Regions from separate parts of the Mus musculus genome. Here regions 1, 2, 3, 5 and 6 are each linked to region 4. A link is a contact called in public Hi-C, Micro-C and promoter capture Hi-C data. All regions are on one chromosome and are shown on one strand. Each heading gives the region's core, a stretch centred on a gene start, on an enhancer-like site or on the middle of the called end of the contact. The rest is flanking DNA. Distances are from core to core; before and after follow the strand shown.

Region 1 (2,700 bases), core at 25-2,524, 570 kb before region 4:
AAATAAAAGCTAGCAGAAACCATTTGAGGTGTATTTGTCTGTTAATCTTTAGTGCCCCTTTGTCTGGGTGAGCAAGGATTCCTCTATAATTGTTGTTTTTTAAAGCACAGGGAGTGAAAACAGATAAATTAAAGAAAAAAAAAGTCACTGATTTACTGCAGGGCACTTAAGCAAAAGGATGTTTTAATCATTATGCTAATGAAAGAAATCTTGAGCAGATTTCCTCAGAAGGCTAGAGCTTTGAGAGCCAGTAAGATGGCTCTGTGGATAAAGGTTTTGCCATGCAAATCAGGCAACTTGAATTCAATCGGCACACACACACACACACACACACACACACACACACACACACACACACAAAACAGAGCCCTAATCACCTACTCCTTTGCTTTAGTTTCCCACTGTCCACAGGAAACACCAAACTGTACAACATACAAAGTGTACTTCCTGCTTCTGCCCAACAAGTGTAATGGCGCCAGTCCCATAACCTTAGTTTCATCACGCCCTGCCCTTTCCTAATTCTGGGGCCAGACTGCAGGGTTTGCCTCTCAAGTTCCTCCTAACTAGCTGTATCACCTAAAACAATCCCCACCCCACCCCCAACAGACACATAAACATTGTTTTCATGGCGCTCTGAGGATCTGGGGCCATAATATCATTAAAAAAAAAAAAAAAAAGAAAAGAAAAGAAAAACAAAACCCTTTAGCATTGTCCCAACTTAGGCAACCCTGTGGTGGTCATAGTCCTGCAACTTTATAGACTTAATGAAGAAGGAAAAGGAGGAAAAGGAGGAAAAGGAGGAGGAGGAAGAGGAGGAGGAGGAGGAAGAGGAGGAGGAGGAGGAGAGGAGGAGGAGGAGGAAGGAAGAAGGAATTGTTAAAGTTGTCAGAAGTCTAATGTTTTAGCTTGCTCCATTATCTTTGCTACACTATCGCTACAAAAAAAAAAAAAAAAAAAAAAAAAAAAAGGAGCCCTGCCCAACAAGCCAAGTGACAGCTAACACAGTCACAGCTCCTGGGACAAACGTGTCGCCAGGATTAGCCTGGACCACCTCCAAAATGTGACGCAGTCTGGAAAGCTGGTAGGGGGTTGTAGGGAAGCGGTCTGCAAACCCGCCGTGTGGTCACTCTTCCGCTTCCACGACACTCGCGGGTGTGAAGGCCAGCGACGCCCAAGGTGTGCGGGACGCATCTGCAACAAGTGGGCACGCGAAAGGCGGAGGGAAAACCTCGGCGAGCCGGAAACACTAAGAACCGCTTCCGGGTCAGGGGGCAGGAGCCACCATGGAAGCTCCCTGGGCCGCGGGGCCACCTAAGCCGCTGCCTGGCGTCTGAGGCCATTGAGGCGCTAAGCGGCCGGCCCTGCCCGCCGTGGATACGCGGGCGGCTCCCGGCGAGCTGCGGCCTCCGCCGCCATGTCGGTGCTGGGCGAGTACGAGCGACACTGCGATTCCATCAACTCGGACTTCGGAAGCGAGTCCGGGGGTGGCGGGGACTCGGGCCCGGGCCCCAGCGCTGTCCCAGGGCCGCGAGCCGGCGGCGGGGCGGCGGAGCAGGAGGAGCTGCACTACATCCCCATCCGCGTTCTGGGCCGCGGTGCCTTTGGGGAGGCCACGCTGTACCGCCGCACCGAGGTAGCGGCCCTCGGCTCCGGCCGCTGCCGGGCCTCCCCGCGCCCTCCTTCCCGGCCCCGCTTTCCAGTGCTGCTTGCCCCTGGCCCTCTATGGTCAGGCGTCCCTTGGGGTTTAGGTCTCGGGAACCCCACCGTGCTTTCGCTTCCCCTGCTGTAGGACATTGGTTTAATCACCGCTGTCACTGAGCGAGTCATTGAGCGGTCTTTTGCATTTTAGTTTTCCCATTTGTTAATTGGACTTAGCGATAACAACCTCGCCCCCCCCCCCAAAAAAAAAACCTTTACTTTTTTAAAGGTTATTTTGAGGTCCAAACGAAGGTGCTTTGCACATTGGGAACAATATAAAAAGCTTACTTGCTCTTTGGGAACAGTCTGTAAAAGCTTACTTCCTTTCGTATAGCTGTTGAAGGGCGGGATGGGGAGTTGGTGTGTACTTCCAAATAGCCACACTGGCAGCTACAACACACTGCTAGCCCTGTAGGCTTTGTTTTCTTGTTTTTGTTTTTGTTTTTTTCATAAATGATCACTCGGAGGATTTCCTTGATCACCAGAAAGATCATTGTTTGTTTGTTTGTTTTCTTGCTTTTCCTTCAGTGATTGTATAAGACAAATACTTTATTGGTGGAGTTGAGTCTGGAGAAACAAGGACCCCTTTCTTTGAGAACCCAAGGAAGCTAAGTCATTTTTCCCACCTTCTTGCATAAGGTCACAATGGAGAGACCCATGAGTTACTGAATCCAAAATTAAGAATGTGTACTGATTTAAAACCCTGTAGTGAGTCTACCTCCAAAAGTTAACCATAACTTGAGTCTAATCACCACAGCCTTAAAACTCTAGCTTTAGGGTAAACATTTAATGAGAACTTGCTGAGGTTGCAAAAGGTGATTCATGCACTTGCAATTCTAGTGTCTGCTCCCAGCCAGAACTTTTTGTGCTGGGGATAAAACGGGCTTTGCCAGTGCTCAGAAGGCATTCCACTACTGAGCCATACCTCCAGCGTCCAGCATATATCTATGAAAGATGGAAGAAAAGTAGTTGCAAGAAAATATCTTTGTGTTCTTTTCTATT
Region 2 (2,700 bases), core at 170-2,669, 530 kb before region 4:
CTGAGTTCCAGAGGCCAGCCGGATCTTCAGAGCAAGTCCCAGTACAGCTAGGGCTACACAAAGAAACTTTGTCTCAAAAAGCCAAAATAAGGAGAGAGAGAGAGAGAGAGAGAGAGAGAGAGAGAGAGAGAGAGAGAGAGAGAGAAGAGAGAGAGAAGAGGAAGAAAAAATGTAGGCCCATAAGATGGCTCATGATGAAAGGCTTATACTGCCATCATGACAATTTGAGTTCAGTCCTGGGACTCACGTGATAGAAAAAGAGAATTAACCTTTACAGTACAGTGTATACACACATGCCCACATCCACACACATAATAAATCAATGTGATAACTTAAAAATACTGTGGAGCTGGAAAAACAATCCAGCAGTTAAGAGTGCCTGTTGCTTTTACAGAGAACTGGGGTTTGGTTCCTAGCACTCAAATGACTGCTGACAACCATCTGTAACTCCAGTTGCAGAGGATCTGACACCTTCTTCTGGCCTCCAAGGGCAATGCATGTGCATGGTACCAGACATACATGCAGCTGAAACCACCCATACCCATAAAATTTTTTTTAAAAAATCTTTTTAGAATAATTTTTACAAATTCAAATGCTATCTATGTAAAAACAATTTAGTCTCAAATATTTGTTTGAACGTTCCACTTTGTGCAATTCTAGGACCTTCTGTGGGGGTGAATGAGGTGTCAGATGCTAAATCTCTGTGGCCTAACGAAGCTCTTTCTTTCCTATGCTACACATCTACCAGTGGTTCAGAGCTCCAGCCCAGGAGGTGGCATTGGTGGTGGTGGTGGTGGTGGCGGCGGCGGCGGGGGTGAAGAGGAAGACAGTCAACAGGAATCTGAAACTCCAGATCCAAGCGGAGGCTTCCGAGGAACAATGGAAGCAGACCGTGGGATGGAAGGCTTAATCAGTCCCACGGAGGCCGTGGGAAACAGCTGTGGGGCTAGCAGCTCCTGTCCTGGCTGGCTTCGGAAGGTAATGCCCTCAGAACAGATGCTTCAGATAAGCCTGTGACAGGAGCTAGTGAGGGCTGCCAAGGTCTCAGTTTCTAGTGCCCTACTAATTGAGACAGGAGTCAAGGCTTCACTTTCCCACCCGTGAAGACATCTGTGTTTTGTTTTAAAACGGGGTCTCAGTTTGTAGTCCTGGCAGGCTTAGAACTCAAAGAGTTCCACTTGTCTCTGTTTCCCAAGTGCTGGGACTAAAGGCAGCCTGGAAGGAGGCCTCAGTGCCTTGCCGTCAAGCTTCCTGACCAGCAGACAGTGTGTGTAGAATTGTGTTGGGAAATGAACCAGATACAACTTGCTGAACTTGAGCTAGCATCGCTGAAGTTTGGTTCCAGGTTAGGCAATATATGTGGTCAGCCACCATTCTGTACCACTAGAGGGCGCTGCTGTCACAGCAGCGTGAAAGTGAAAGCTACAAAGACCGTGGGAGAAAGGAACTTGCTGCAGCCAAACTGGTGAGATTCTTTCTTGTCTGCCTAGGAGCTGGAAAACGCAGAGTTCATTCCCATGCCTGACAGCCCCGCTCCCTTAAGTGCGGCGTTTTCACAGTCTGAGAAGGACACGCTGCCCTATGAAGAGCTGCAGGGACTCAAGGTCGCATCTGAAGTTCCTCCGGAGCCCCAGCGTGCAGCAGGAGCCTGGGTAACTGACAGTGGCTGTTTGTGCCTGGGCTCTCCTGGCTTCATCATGTCCTCTCACTTTCGGGGCCAGTGCTGCACTGTCCTGGCAGTTGCCGCTCTGCCTTCCAGCACAAGAGGGTCATTTCTTCCTTTCTTCCTCAGGAGTACTAAGCTGAACCATGAATTTCCAAATGGTCTTTTTGTTGTGACGGTTTGTTTCTTTATGGGGCAGGTTCTGTAGCCCAGCCAAGGATGGAGGATGACCTTTAACCTCTGTTACTCCTGCCTCTATCTCCCTCCCAGATGATGATATAGACATGTGCCACACACCCAGTTATGCAGTGTGGGGTCCAGCCCAGGGTTCTCTACATGCTAAGCAAACTCTTCACAGATAGCCACGTTCCTAGGCTCCAAACTCAGTTTTAATGGCACCATGAGTGTTAGCTGAGCTGTATGTAAGAAGCAATGCCTGGAGTCTGCTGAAAGAACAGCATACAGCCAGCCTGGGTAGAAGTGAAACTGTAAATCAGTTCTAAACCAGAGGGCACCACAGATCTAGAGAAGCCACGGCATCGTCACATGACTTTGTGGGCTGTTTAACCCTTTGCAGCTACAGCTCTGACGTCATAGCACAAAGCAGTCACAGATGCAGATTGAGTGTCTCTTGCCCAGATGAGTGGGACCCAGAAGTCTTTCAATCTCACATTTTGGTGTATTTTGGAATATCTGTATATACATAATGCTGTGTAAACATAGCTTAAAGGCCATTTTGTGGTTGGAGGTTATTTTGTGTCATATTTTAATATACCTATTCTGGACTGCAGGCCGTCTATCTCAGGAGCTTAGGTGTGATATTTCCCTCATGGTATCGTGTCAGTGCTCACACAGTGTTGGACTTAGGAGCAAGTAGGCTTTTCAGGCTAGCGGTGTTCAGCCTGTGATACAGAATGGATGAGTCCCCAGCTAGCATTTGCTAACCTGCTATTCATCTCATTTTTATTTAATTATTATTTTGCTTTTGAGGCAGGGTTTCTCTGTGTGACTCTGGCTTCCCTGGAACTCACTCTGTA
Region 3 (2,700 bases), core at 161-2,660, 700 kb before region 4:
CTCCTGGTCAGGAAGTGCAGTCAGTAGCGTCCCTTCTCTGTTGTGTGGTCTGTGCGTCAGTCTCCGCCCCCCCCCCCCCCCCCAGCCCACAAAGGTCCAGAATCGCTGCTCACCTGCTCTACTTTGCCCCTTCTGCCGATGCTCTGCGCTCTGCCTCCTGACACGGTCTTCACCATTCCCGCTCTGGCGTAAGCCCCAGCAGACTGGGTGGGGAGTCCGTAAGGATGGGGCGCTCTGGTCTGCGATGGGGCCACGGAGGAGACCAGAGTGGGCTGCACCAGCCACTGCAGGTCTGGGCTGGTGGAGATGGCTGTCACCGTGGGGATAAAGTTGGCACTAGAGACGGACAGATCTGCGCAAAAGTCCTGAAACAAAACAAAAAGAGGAAAGCGGAGGTGAGCGAGGAGGTTCCAGACACAGGTGGAGCAAGTGGCCCTAGTGTCGCATGAAGCAGGGAGAGAGAAGCATTCCGGTCAGAGACTGCTTATGTCTTCCTGTATGCACCTCATCGGAGATAAAAGCTCTCCCAATATCCTCCCTTGAATTCCGCAGCGCAGCCTTTCTCCTCCATCCTACTGCTGCGTTCCCGTTATCCCTTCGGCATCACTCGCTCGAAAGGGGGTTTGTTATAAATATCCCTGACGTCTGCGCTGACGCAGGCGCTGCTCCGGAGTCTCCAGAATGAACTCGCTTTTTATCAATGAAACTGCCTTACACACCCGCCCGCAGCACCCTCCTCCCTCCTCCCTCCTCCCTGCTCCAGGCTGCCCCGGGAGGGGGGATTGCCGCGGTTTGCCGCCTCCCAAACTCTAGTTAGCGACTCTTTGCTCGAGACTTGTTGGCCCCGGCTGATCTCAGAAACAAGTCGGCCGAGAGAAGAATGCAGGCAGGCCACTCAGAATAAACCTGCCGCGCGGGAAGGGGTCACTAAGTCTTACTATGACAAGTGTGCACGCGCTCAGACAAGTCCTGGGTTCCCAGGCTAAGGCTGCTCTGACCGCGCCAGTCTCCCTCCAGAGCGAAAAAGGAAGACCCCCCCGCCCCTGCGAGTCACACCCCAGTGTCTCCTCCACGGCGACCCTCAGCGCGGACCTGGCGGCTACACAAAGCCAAACTCACCTGTGTGTTGACAGGAGAGCCCATGCTGGAGAAGGAGTCGGCTGGGGAATGGTAGTAGGAAAGGCTGTCCCCGGCCGGGGAGGCGCTACTGCAGCGGGAGGATGACGCCTCGTAGTCGGCGTTGAAACCCGAGAACATCATGGTCGAAGTTTGGGGAAAGCCCGGCAAGGGGTCCAGGGGTAGACACTGGTGGGAGCTGCAGAGCAGAGCTGGGTGGGAGCGCGGTCACTGCTCGTTCGCGGAACCGCCGGCTCTATCCAGTCTTCTCAGTTGCTCGCTGCAGTCGCGGTTGGAGTAGTAGGCGCCTCAGCTGGCGCCTTTATAGAAGCGCTGTGAATGGATGGACTTCCTACGTCACTGGGCGGAACTGGAAGGGGGGGGAAGCGCGCCCCAAGGCCCTCTGCGGGCGCTCTGTCGTCAACTCTACGCCCCAGGCTTTCAACCCCCGTCTTGGCATACATCTTTCACCTATGAGTGTTCACATTTGGGATCTTAGGGGGTCTCCTAGACCTTCCGCGTGTAGGATTTCGGAGATGGTCCCCCCCCCAGAACAACAGGGACCGGCCGTGGAAACCTGCTGACGCAGATGTCCTAATATGGACATCCTGTGTAAAGGAGGGAGGGATTGACGGGAACAGCTCGCCGGCTGCAGCCAACTCTGAGGGTGCAGCGCAGGGGGGGAACCGGGGCCGCGGCCGGGGGAGGGGAGGCGGGAAAGGCAGAGAAGGCGAGCGAACATTCGCACCTGATTCAATGTGGACCCGGTTCCCAGGGTCAAGGGATGAGACCCGGGTCATTGTCCAGCAATCTGGAACTTTTTTTTTTTTTTTGAGTCTCTGGTATTAGGAGAAGCAAGTACGCAGCCTTAAAGGCTCGAAGCCTCTGTTCCTAAAGGAAAGCTTGCCCACATCAGCCCCCCATCCCAAATCAGTGCAGAGAAGAAAAAGGGGGGGTCAGCTTCTCAGCCCCTCTCTCCAGCTCCTTGCCTGGAGAAACTTTAGGACTGAGGTTGGAAGCAGCAAGTGAAGGATTGTAAATAAGTGTACAATAACCTGATTTAACTACAGTACTGGGTTCATTCATAAATTCGTGTTTTAAAGGACGGCAGCACCTACTCCCCGACCCTTAGCCACTTAGAGCTATCAAGGCGACAGTCCCCGTTGACACTGACGGATAAACATTGTGCAAAACCACCCTACAAGTATGCCTGAAGGGGTCGTATGTTTAGTTTTGAGCTGAGACCAGAGGGCGAGTCGGGGCAGGGGGGGAGCTCAGAATTACAAAGTGAGGTGAGCTCGGGGGGGGGGGGGGAGGAGAAAGCAAGTCGGTGCTGGGGAGATGGGGGTCTGAATACGTGCAGCCTGGAAACTGCGCTTACAAGGAACCCGCCTGCAGCGGGTGATTTTCCAGATCGGACTTGGGAAGGGGGGTGGGGGCGCAGAGGGGACGGGAAGAAAGGTTCCCAGCTGTGCCGAGATTTTGGCGTCTGGGACCTGAGAACAGCTTTGAGTCTTGGAAGATGGAACTTTGAAGAGGTCAGGTGCTTCAGTGTAGAACAAACACACCCCTACTTGCCCTCGG
Region 4 (2,700 bases), core at 76-2,575:
AGGACTTCTAGCTGGGACGGAACGGACTGAAGCAGAAAGATTCAACGTAAAAAAAAACAGAAGGATTATTTAAGGGCTCGGACTGAAACTAGTCCAGCCTTTTTCTTAGGGTGGAACCTTGGTGTATATATATATTTTAAACACTTATTTATTCATTTATTTTATGTGAGTATACCGTTGCTCTCCCCAGACACACCAGAAGAAGGCATCAAATCTCACTACAGATAGTTGTGAGCCACTATGTGGTTGCTGGAAACTGAACTTAGGTCCTGTGAAAGAGCAGCCAGTGCTCTTAACCGCTGAGCCATCTCTCCAGCCCTAGTTCAGCCTTTCTCAACTTGACTACCTAACGGACGCTAAGTCAATGTTCTTCCTTATTTTTAAACAAGAGGACAAATCTTTGCTGTATCCTCACAGAACGGAGAGGGTGGTAGTGTTAAGCAGACTTAGACGCTTGGAAGTTTGGAATAAATTGGGGCCACTTTTATCCTCTGATACAGCCTCTAGCGACCCATCCGTCCTCCTTGCCTGTCGTCGGGGTTAATAACTGTATCCAGTGAAAATTTGTATTGGAATCCGGAGCATCCACCTCCCTCTACTTGCAGCCTGAGGAATTCTGACCCTTCGGTGATTTCCAGAAGCCTCTGAAATTCAGGAAAGAGGATCAAGAATGCCAAGCAAGCGGAGATAACGGGACGGGTGACTAGGAAGTCTTCTAGAGCCCTCCTGGGCACCGCCGCCCCGCGTCCGACCTCCTACCTGGACGCAGCTGTCTGTGAGGCGGATCTGTCCCTCGCCAGCCTCTGGAATGGAAGATGTTGTTTCCCAGCGGGTCAAAAGCCTGGGAAAGACGGCGAGGAGCCTGCGATGTAAAGAAGGGAGACGAACCCGGGAAATGGCACCAGATGACCCTCTATGGACACCTCGTACCCAAATCTGGGGACACTTTCTTCTGAACTGCCAAGCCTTCACCCCACACCCCACCCCGCGTGAGATTTAGCCTCCCATCTATCCTGAAGACGCAGAACCCAACACCCTTCCTAAGTGACGTTCCACCCTCGATACCTTCCCGAGCGCCTAGGAATGACAGCCCTGACCGCCTCGGCAGTTAGGGACAAGGCCCTGGAGGCCGCCATCTTACTCCGCAAGCTCCGCCCCTAGCATGGTCCAAATCCCCGCCTAGCCTGGGCTTCCGGAGGAGGGGAGAAGGGGGCGGGGCTGCATCGAGCCTCCGCCCCCAAGCGTGCCTATTGGGTATAGCGAGATAAGAGGGCTTTGATTGACAGAGAACGCTTCCACTTGCCGAAGTGGGTCGGTACCAATAGAGCGGGGCGAACGCAAAGAGCGAGTTCTCCGTAGGCCCTGCCTGGAAGCGGAAGAGATGGGCGGAGATAAAGGGCGAGCTGCAGGCCAGGCGGCCCCGGAGCCCAGGGCGGGGCGCGGGCGGGCCTTCGCTGGTTACTGCTCACAAGTGGCCTGATCTGGCTCCACCCTCGGTCCGGGACAAGTTTATCTTGTGACTGCTCGGGCTGCTTTTCCTTCCTAGATTGCAGAGCTTTCATATCCACGATGCGTTTTCTGGCCGCCACGATCCTGCTGCTGGCGCTGGTCGCTGCCAGCCAGGCGGAGCCCCTGCACTTCAAGGACTGCGGTGAGCCCTGAGCCCACTCGAGGAGACCCCCGGGGGTGGATTGGGCGGGTTGCTGGAACGTGGAATTGACTAGGTTGGGACCGAAGGTACTAGTCTTGATGAAACTTAACCCCTCCGCACAACTTTGTTTCTCCTTGCATTTCGTGTTTTGGGATAATCTAAAACACTCACAAGGCGAACCGTGTGCTGAAGTTCACTAAAGTTTCTTGGGTGAACATCAAGCGGGCATATATTGCAGCGCTCAAGGGCTTTGAGATTTCAATGGACGGAGGAGGATTGCGAATTTAAGACTAGCCTGGATTTATTGAACCCTGTCTGAAAAAAGTAAACAAATAAAAGCAAAAAATAAAACAATAGGATAGACAGCAGGTCTGCATCCAACACGGATTGAAGGAATAGGCACGGGACTTATTTTGATTTATGCCTTGTATCGTCACTGGCCTTTCTCCCTTTGTTCGTTTGAAGTTTGGTTGGGAGCGGGCTGAGGCAGCCTCACTCTGTAGCCCAGTTTGGCCTTCCAAATCCCTGTCAATCCTGCTCTGGTCTTAGAAGTACCATCCACCTCCCCTCCCCACCCCACCCCCACTAACGAGACAAAAGCTAGTTCTCCTTCTCATAACATTCATTTACAAAGTAGGGTTTCCATTGTTCTAATGAATTTCATGATTCTTGATCCTTGTCTCCTATAAAATTCGTATTTCTAGTGACATCATGTGATGCCTCCCTCCCAACGCTGCCCCTGGACTCTTTATTGGAAAATATAATAGAGGGTAGAAATTCTGAGTTTGTCCAGTCAAGCCTGTACACTTAGTTGTGGGAGCAGTGCAGGGGCCCGGGGTGGAAAAGGCAGCAGTGATGGTCGAAAGACAAACTGATTTTGTAAAATATTTGAGCAGGGGGAAACAGACCATAATGAAGCAGTAAGTTAAAGAGTTATTAGGACTGGAGAGATGGCTTAGTGGTTAAGGGGAACTACTATTCCGGAGGGTTAGAGTTCAATTCCCACATCAGGTTATACCTGCTTATACCCCAACTCTGGGCCTTCTCAG
Region 5 (2,700 bases), core at 30-2,529, 600 kb after region 4:
GTGCTTGATACAAGGCTTTAAAAAATACAAAGTACTTTGGACACTCTTGACACAGACAAGCCGGCTACATTGTTATTATTAGGGCTACTTAGAGCTTGGCTGCCATGGTGGTCCTTCCAGCTTCCTCTTCTCTTAGGCCTGCACGTTTGCCTCCTGCTTGGCAGGCCAGGGAGTTGTGGGGATTTCTGCAGCAGGAAGCTTATGGGGTGATTCCACCGTTCCCCAAACCAGCCTCTTGTTCAGAGCAAGTCTCCCCTATCATGGTATATGCTGAGTTGATGGGCTCTCCCTGGTGTGCAGGGTAGGAAGAAAAACAGCTTGATCCACCCTCAGATTTAATCTCCCCTGCTACCGCACACACCCATGGGCAAGAGCTTCCATATTCTGGAGCTCCGGACCCAGACTCCGCCTTCTGCCCTCTAAACCCCCAAGCCGGGCACTGAATAGCCATCCCCTGCCTAGGCCCCCTCTGACAGGAACCTGTCTGCACGTGCACCCATGCCTGCCTGCCACGTGGGCCTTCCCCTGTTGCAGGCCCCCAAAGCCCATGCTGTGACTCCCAGGCGACAGGCATCCTGAGTGCCTGTGAGCATCCCTGAGCTTGCAGCTCCCTAGAGGCACGTGGCCTGCTGGGCTTCCCTCTGTCCTGTCTCCTCCCTGCCTTTTTTTTTTCTTCCTCTGCCTTGCTGCGCGCACACACACACACACACACACACACACACACACACACACACGTATTTCTAGTTTTGCCAGGCTTGGGTCTCCCTCGGAGAGGTGGAACTCGAAGTCCCACCCTTCAGCTTCATCATGGAGGCCCCAGGGGATTTTCCATCTCTGGCTGGCTTTCAGTTCTCTGTTGTGAATTGGTCTGGCTACCCAAGGAAGGGGGTTTAAAAAGCATGAGAAAGATTTGTTCAAAGAGGGTCTCCAGCCCTGAGCGCTTGTCCAAATCCTTCCCTTCCTGCTGGTGCTAGGGTGACTCAGTGTCCTCAGTCCGTCTGTCCCTGCGATTTCCACAAATGAAAACAAAGGAGTGCACGGACTTAGAGCTCTCTCGCCGTTCTCCTGGGCTAAAGCTCGCGCTGTCTACCAGGCCCAGGAGCTGAGGAAGGAAATGGTGGAGGAAGTTGCTCCCCTTCTGGGTGCTGGGTGAAAGTGAAAGAAAGGGAGGGGGCCTCCAGTGAGTCAAGCGGCCAGGCTGGCAGGCAGGCAGGCCAGTCCGGGAGGGAGCCCGGGCTGGAGCTGCGGAAACGTGCGGAGCAGCGATAGCACGGAGAGCCTGGGAGGAGAACCGGGGCTCGGTGTGGGCGGGGCTTCTCGTGGGCAGGACTTATGACGCCAGGTCTGTTCTTTGCTGCTGGTTTTCTGGGAACTGCCCCACCTGCTATCATAATCTCTGTGGTATCTGAGCCTACCAGGATCTGCAGATTCATCCTTGCCCACCTCTAGCCTTTCCACCTTAGTGACCCAGGGTCAGAGTCTTGGCAAAGAGGTGGGCTTGTATACCTCCTACTCTTACCAACTTCCCAGAGGGAGACAAACTAACTAAACAAATAAACAAAATTTTATCTGAAGAACAAAAACTTAACAACACAGCAAGCAGCTATGCATGTTGTAAAATACAGGCCTGGATTCTATTCTGTAGCAATGTCAGTGTAACTGTCACTTTAGACATCAGCTTAGAGTGGGGTGGGGAGTCTGGCTCACTTGTTCAACATGTGCTTAGCATGAATAAAGCCCCTATCCCAGCAACACCATCCTCAAAATATGGCAAAGCAAAACAACTGAACACTTTCCATCATAGGCAGTCTCGAGGGCCTGAGGTCTAGAACTCTGCACCGTTCCTATTTGAGTTAGACTCTGCTCTGGCTAGGCACTCTTTAACAGTGGAGGGGACGGCGGTGGTAGCCAGCAACAGCTGCTGACCAGCTACTAGACTAAATTGGGCCCACATCCAGCCAGGGTTGCAAAACAGGTTCTGTGTTAGTTTGAGAAAGATTTCAGCAGCCAGAGCCCCACCCAGCAACTCTTCCCAGGGGTGGGGCCTCACCTACGTGCTTCGGCATAAAAGGCTGCAAGCCTAACTCTATGGGCCCTGTGGGCTTTGCAAGAGCCTGGTGTGACAGAGGATGGGTGGCTATGCTGGGAATAGTCCCTGTCCCCTAACTTGCTCTTCTTTAGGTGGAGGGGAGCAGTGACCTTAGGGGAATTCTTCTGGGTCTGGAGCTATTGTGTAGACAGTCATGTGGGAAGGAACAGACCTGGGCTGCACTGTGCCCCAGCCTAGTTTATAGTTTAATAGGACAAGGTTCTCAGTTTGGCTTTTGCTTTCCCTTTTCCCCGTTTGACTTGGAGCTTAGGCAACATGTCAGCCCCACTTGGCCCCTTGGTCTGTGTCTTTAGAGGGTTCCGAGTTACACAACCAAATGCAGCAGACGAGAGTCTAGCCAGGAGGTGGTGGGACAGGAAGAGCGAGGACACCTGATCCTGCTGTCTTGCTGGCAGCTGCCCCATGATCCCTGGCCCCCATGAGTGACTTGAGGCAGGGGGACACTGGTGCTCATATCTAGGGGTCACGTGGCTAACACTGTCACTGGTTTTTCCTCTGCAGGCTCCAGGACCTGGCACAGGCAGGCATCATGATTAGGGAAGTGTAGCTGAGCGCAAGAGCCTCCCTAGAAGAGGAAGGACCAGCGGACA
Region 6 (2,700 bases), core at 71-2,570, 600 kb before region 4:
TAAAGGTGTGTATTCCCATTGTTTGGTGCTCAGTTTATTGAGCAGAAAGGATGTACCTCAATAAACACATTAGACATAATGATTGTAGTCTCTCTAGCACGTAGTAGGTAATCAAGACTTACTAACGGATGGATGAACAATTCCTATACAAATCAGTTTACTACAAAAGAGCAGGGCAGTGGTGCATGCCTTTAAAACCAGCACTCAGAAGGCAGAGGCAGGTGAATCTCTGTGTGTTCGAGGCCAGCTTGGTCTCTAGAGTTCTAGGAGAGCCAGGGCTACACAAAGAACCCTGTCTCAAAAAACCAAACCACCGGGGCAGTGGTGGCACACGCCTTTAACCCCAATACTTGAGAGGCAGAGGCAGGTGGATTTCTGAGTTTAAGGCCAGCCTCGTCTACAGAGTGAGCTCCAGGGCAGCCAGGGCTATACAGAGAAACCCTATCTCGAAAAACAGAAACAAATAAAACAAAACACACACAAAAGAAAGAAAGAAAAGAAACAAACAAACAAACAAAAAAAATCCAAAGAAACAAACCAAACCAACAACAAAACCAAAAAGACCTATCGGAGGTACAGAACATGCTTTCGAAACACGCCGTTTCTTCCCCTTGACAACACTCATCTGGTAAAATAATATTTTATGCTCATCACTGACTGGACCAAAACAAAAATTTAAATGTTGGTTTGAGTGCAGTTTATCGCAGAAGACTATTGATGTGTCTTAAATAAATAAGTGCGTTGGGAACACCCAACTTGCATTAACTGGATACCTGCCAATCCACATTCACCCGCTGACCTCTACGCACTCTCCTCTGAGTTAGCAACCCACACTCACTAAAAGCCAAATTAAAATTTTCTCTTATGTTTTCCCTCTTCAGTGCTCCACTGTCCCAACACCCTTTGGAGTAAGCGTTAGGACACCGAAATTCCTCTGGTGCCTTAGCCCCGAGTCTACGCAGCTGGTGGGCGGGCTCAGAGAAGGCCTTGTGGCTGTTTCTTATTGGGGGCTGGTTGCTATGGTGTCGTCGATTTTAAAAACTCGCATGAACCGCTTCCGGGGGCTTAAAACAATTACTTCCGAGGCTGCCCATACTTACTATGGCTCACTCGGAAGTATTTCACCACCATTAAAAAATAAAACGTGTACGAAAAACTCCTGGGGACTTCTCTATAGACCCTTAAACTCGTAGTTATGACATACTACCAAATCTTTGCTTCCTCTTAGAAGTTATTTGCTTTACATTCCTTTTCTGTTTAGCCAATCTCCAAAATGGCGCGGACGGCCTCGCCAGGGCAGAGGCGCGTCACGTGGGTGCTCCCGGTTCCGGCGCGCTAGAGGCCCCGGGTGGTGAACGAGGCTCCGGCACCATGTCTGGTTTGTTTGGCCCACTCTCCCGGCCTGGCCCTCTCCCGTCCGCCTGGCTCTTTCTGTTGCTGCTCGGCCCCAGCTCGGTCCTCGGCATCTCCTTCCATCTGCCCGTGAACTCTCGCAAGTGTCTCCGAGAGGAGATCCACAAGGACCTGCTGGTGACGGGCGCCTACGAGATCACCGACCAGTCTGGGGGCGCTGGCGGCCTGCGCACCCACCTCAAGGTGCGGCGGCGGGGCGCGGCGGTGGGCGGCAGGAAGGCAGGCGTAGTCCGGGGAAGGCCGAGGTAGGGGGAGGCCGGCGGGCCGGCGAGCGGGCGGAGGCTGGGGCATGGCCTGGCCTCCCCCCAACCTCATCCCTGAACGCTAAGTCTGCGCGGTGGGGACCGCCCCTTCACCCCGCGCGTTGGGGTTCGCGGGGCGGGGCCGCGCGCCAAAGTCGGGGCCCTTGGAAGGGCAGAGTTCTGCCTTGGCGGACCTAGAGTCCGGAGACCTAGGGCTGTTTCCACTTCGGGCTGTCATCGGGGTTCTGTGTCTTGTGAAGTCTCAGGAATCGAGGAATTAACGTGATTTTCCTGAGCAATGTTTCGAGGATCAATGGGGGGTTGGCATCATAAGATACCTCAACACCTACCGAATAAAGCAGACAATAACGTTGGCTGTGACTGATAAAATGTGTTGTTCATTAGGCACCTGAAGCGTCACTTCCTGTGCCACTTAAAGTTGTGCGTTTAGTTCAAACACTACCCTATGGAACCATGGGCCTCGTTATATAGACTCAGAAACTGAGGCTCAAGTAGGGTGAACAATCGTTGGAGATGGATTTGACCAGCTAAGTGTATTGATGGAAAAGTGCTAAAACCTTCCTTTTGCTTATTTGTGATTCCTGGGATTTATTATTGATCACAAGATGGTCATAGTCTCTAGTCCCTTCTTTTAGTTACACCAGGGTCACCTAGATCCCTGTATGCTGACAGCTACTTTACTTAATGCCATTTGGTCCCAGTTTTCAGTGGAGTTTTGCTTGACTAGATTTTTGAGTTGTTAATAGTGGAGTTGGTTGTGTTCTGAATAGTTGTGTTCATTCACAATAAGCACTAGTTATTTTGTTGTTGTTTCTTTTTAACAGAAGGAAAACGTCACATTCTTAAGCCAAATAGAAACAGTTTATTTAAGTTTTTTTTTTTTTTTTTTTTTAATTTTGGCTGCATGTATGTATGTATACCTGGTGGGTGCCTAGAGCCCATGGAGGCCAGAAGAGGGCATCAAGTTTTCTAGATTGGACGTTCAAGATGGTTATGAGCCACCATATGGGTGCTGGGACCCCAG

The links. Promoter capture Hi-C pulls out the DNA fragments that hold promoters and counts their contacts. A called contact is a pair of places that touch in the nucleus more often than the background predicts.
Region 1: a contact with region 4 is called in a promoter capture Hi-C map of liver, with 2.2 times the contacts expected there. The contact joins the promoter of Nek9 here to the promoter of Npc2 in region 4. A contact is called at or near these places in 10 of 39 promoter capture datasets (the 3T3-L1 cell line, 3T3-L1-derived adipocytes, frontonasal cranial neural crest and 5 more) and 2 of 115 datasets of contacts at active chromatin or transcription factors (bone marrow-derived dendritic cells and memory CD8 T cells).
Region 2: a contact with region 4 is called in a Hi-C map of B cells, with 2.0 times the contacts expected there. The contact joins the enhancer-like site here to the promoter of Npc2 in region 4. A contact is called at or near these places in 4 of 39 promoter capture datasets (the 3T3-L1 cell line, 3T3-L1-derived adipocytes, hippocampal neurons and 1 more), 8 of 484 Hi-C or Micro-C datasets (B cells, the G1E-ER4 cell line, the N1E-115 cell line and 5 more), 5 of 115 datasets of contacts at active chromatin or transcription factors (the SCID.adh cell line, T-cell acute lymphoblastic leukemia, astrocytes and 2 more) and 1 of 9 other capture datasets (adipose tissue).
Region 3: a Micro-C map of embryonic stem cells shows a contact between it and region 4, with 4 times the contacts expected there. The contact joins the promoter of Fos here to the promoter of Npc2 in region 4. A contact is called at or near these places in 1 of 39 promoter capture datasets (pre-B cells), 3 of 484 Hi-C or Micro-C datasets (CD4 T cells, Th1 cells and embryonic stem cells) and 2 of 115 datasets of contacts at active chromatin or transcription factors (bone marrow-derived dendritic cells and extraembryonic endoderm stem cells).
Region 5: a Hi-C map of CD4 T cells shows a contact between it and region 4, with 4 times the contacts expected there. The contact joins the enhancer-like site here to the promoter of Npc2 in region 4. A contact is called at or near these places in 1 of 39 promoter capture datasets (liver), 1 of 484 Hi-C or Micro-C datasets (CD4 T cells) and 2 of 115 datasets of contacts at active chromatin or transcription factors (bone marrow-derived dendritic cells and effector CD8 T cells).
Region 6: a contact with region 4 is called in a promoter capture Hi-C map of pre-B cells, with 2.2 times the contacts expected there. The contact joins the promoter of Tmed10 here to the promoter of Npc2 in region 4. A contact is called at or near these places in 1 of 39 promoter capture datasets (pre-B cells) and 2 of 115 datasets of contacts at active chromatin or transcription factors (the SCID.adh cell line and bone marrow-derived dendritic cells).

Annotation. Positions count from the first base shown.
Region 1 is chr12:85,337,936-85,340,635 of GRCm38.p6, reverse strand. It overlaps Nek9 (NIMA (never in mitosis gene a)-related expressed kinase 9), which reads left to right and starts at 1,274. Exons shown (of 22, transcript NM_145138.2): 1 at 1,274-1,633. The coding sequence starts at 1,415. Tmed10 (transmembrane p24 trafficking protein 10) reads left to right here. Exons shown (of 5, transcript NM_026775.4): 5 at 1-22.
Region 2 is chr12:85,304,415-85,307,114 of GRCm38.p6, reverse strand. It overlaps Nek9 (NIMA (never in mitosis gene a)-related expressed kinase 9), which reads left to right. Exons shown (of 22, transcript NM_145138.2): 19 at 749-978; 20 at 1,491-1,652. Among named protein-coding and RNA genes, the nearest start is that of Zc2hc1c, 17 kb to the right of the region's middle. Within about 2 kb of position 1,419, at least 107 of the 459 cell types and tissues checked have an H3K27ac peak or open chromatin away from gene starts, as enhancers often do. A contact at or near this core is called in B cells, the G1E-ER4 cell line, the SCID.adh cell line and 6 more, where this site is marked.
Region 3 is chr12:85,472,600-85,475,299 of GRCm38.p6, reverse strand. It overlaps Fos (FBJ osteosarcoma oncogene), which reads right to left and starts at 1,410. Exons shown (of 4, transcript NM_010234.3): 1 at 1,120-1,410; 2 at 114-365. The coding sequence starts at 1,260.
Region 4 is chr12:84,771,737-84,774,436 of GRCm38.p6, reverse strand. It overlaps Npc2 (NPC intracellular cholesterol transporter 2), which reads left to right and starts at 1,325. Exons shown (of 4, transcript NM_023409.4): 1 at 1,325-1,651. The coding sequence starts at 1,570. Isca2 (iron-sulfur cluster assembly 2) reads right to left here and starts at 1,167. Exons shown (of 4, transcript NM_028863.1): 1 at 1,066-1,167; 2 at 760-862; 3 at 529-644. The coding sequence starts at 1,136.
Region 5 is chr12:84,174,335-84,177,034 of GRCm38.p6, reverse strand. Mideas (mitotic deacetylase associated SANT domain protein) reads left to right here. Exons shown (of 13, transcript NM_001163501.1): 2 at 2,612-2,700. Among named protein-coding and RNA genes, the nearest start is that of Gm40475, 13 kb to the right of the region's middle. RefSeq lists an enhancer at 292-1,344. Within about 2 kb of position 1,279, at least 414 of the 459 cell types and tissues checked have an H3K27ac peak or open chromatin away from gene starts, as enhancers often do. A contact at or near this core is called in effector CD8 T cells and liver, where this site is marked.
Region 6 is chr12:85,373,337-85,376,036 of GRCm38.p6, reverse strand. It overlaps Tmed10 (transmembrane p24 trafficking protein 10), which reads left to right and starts at 1,320. Exons shown (of 5, transcript NM_026775.4): 1 at 1,320-1,596. The coding sequence starts at 1,372.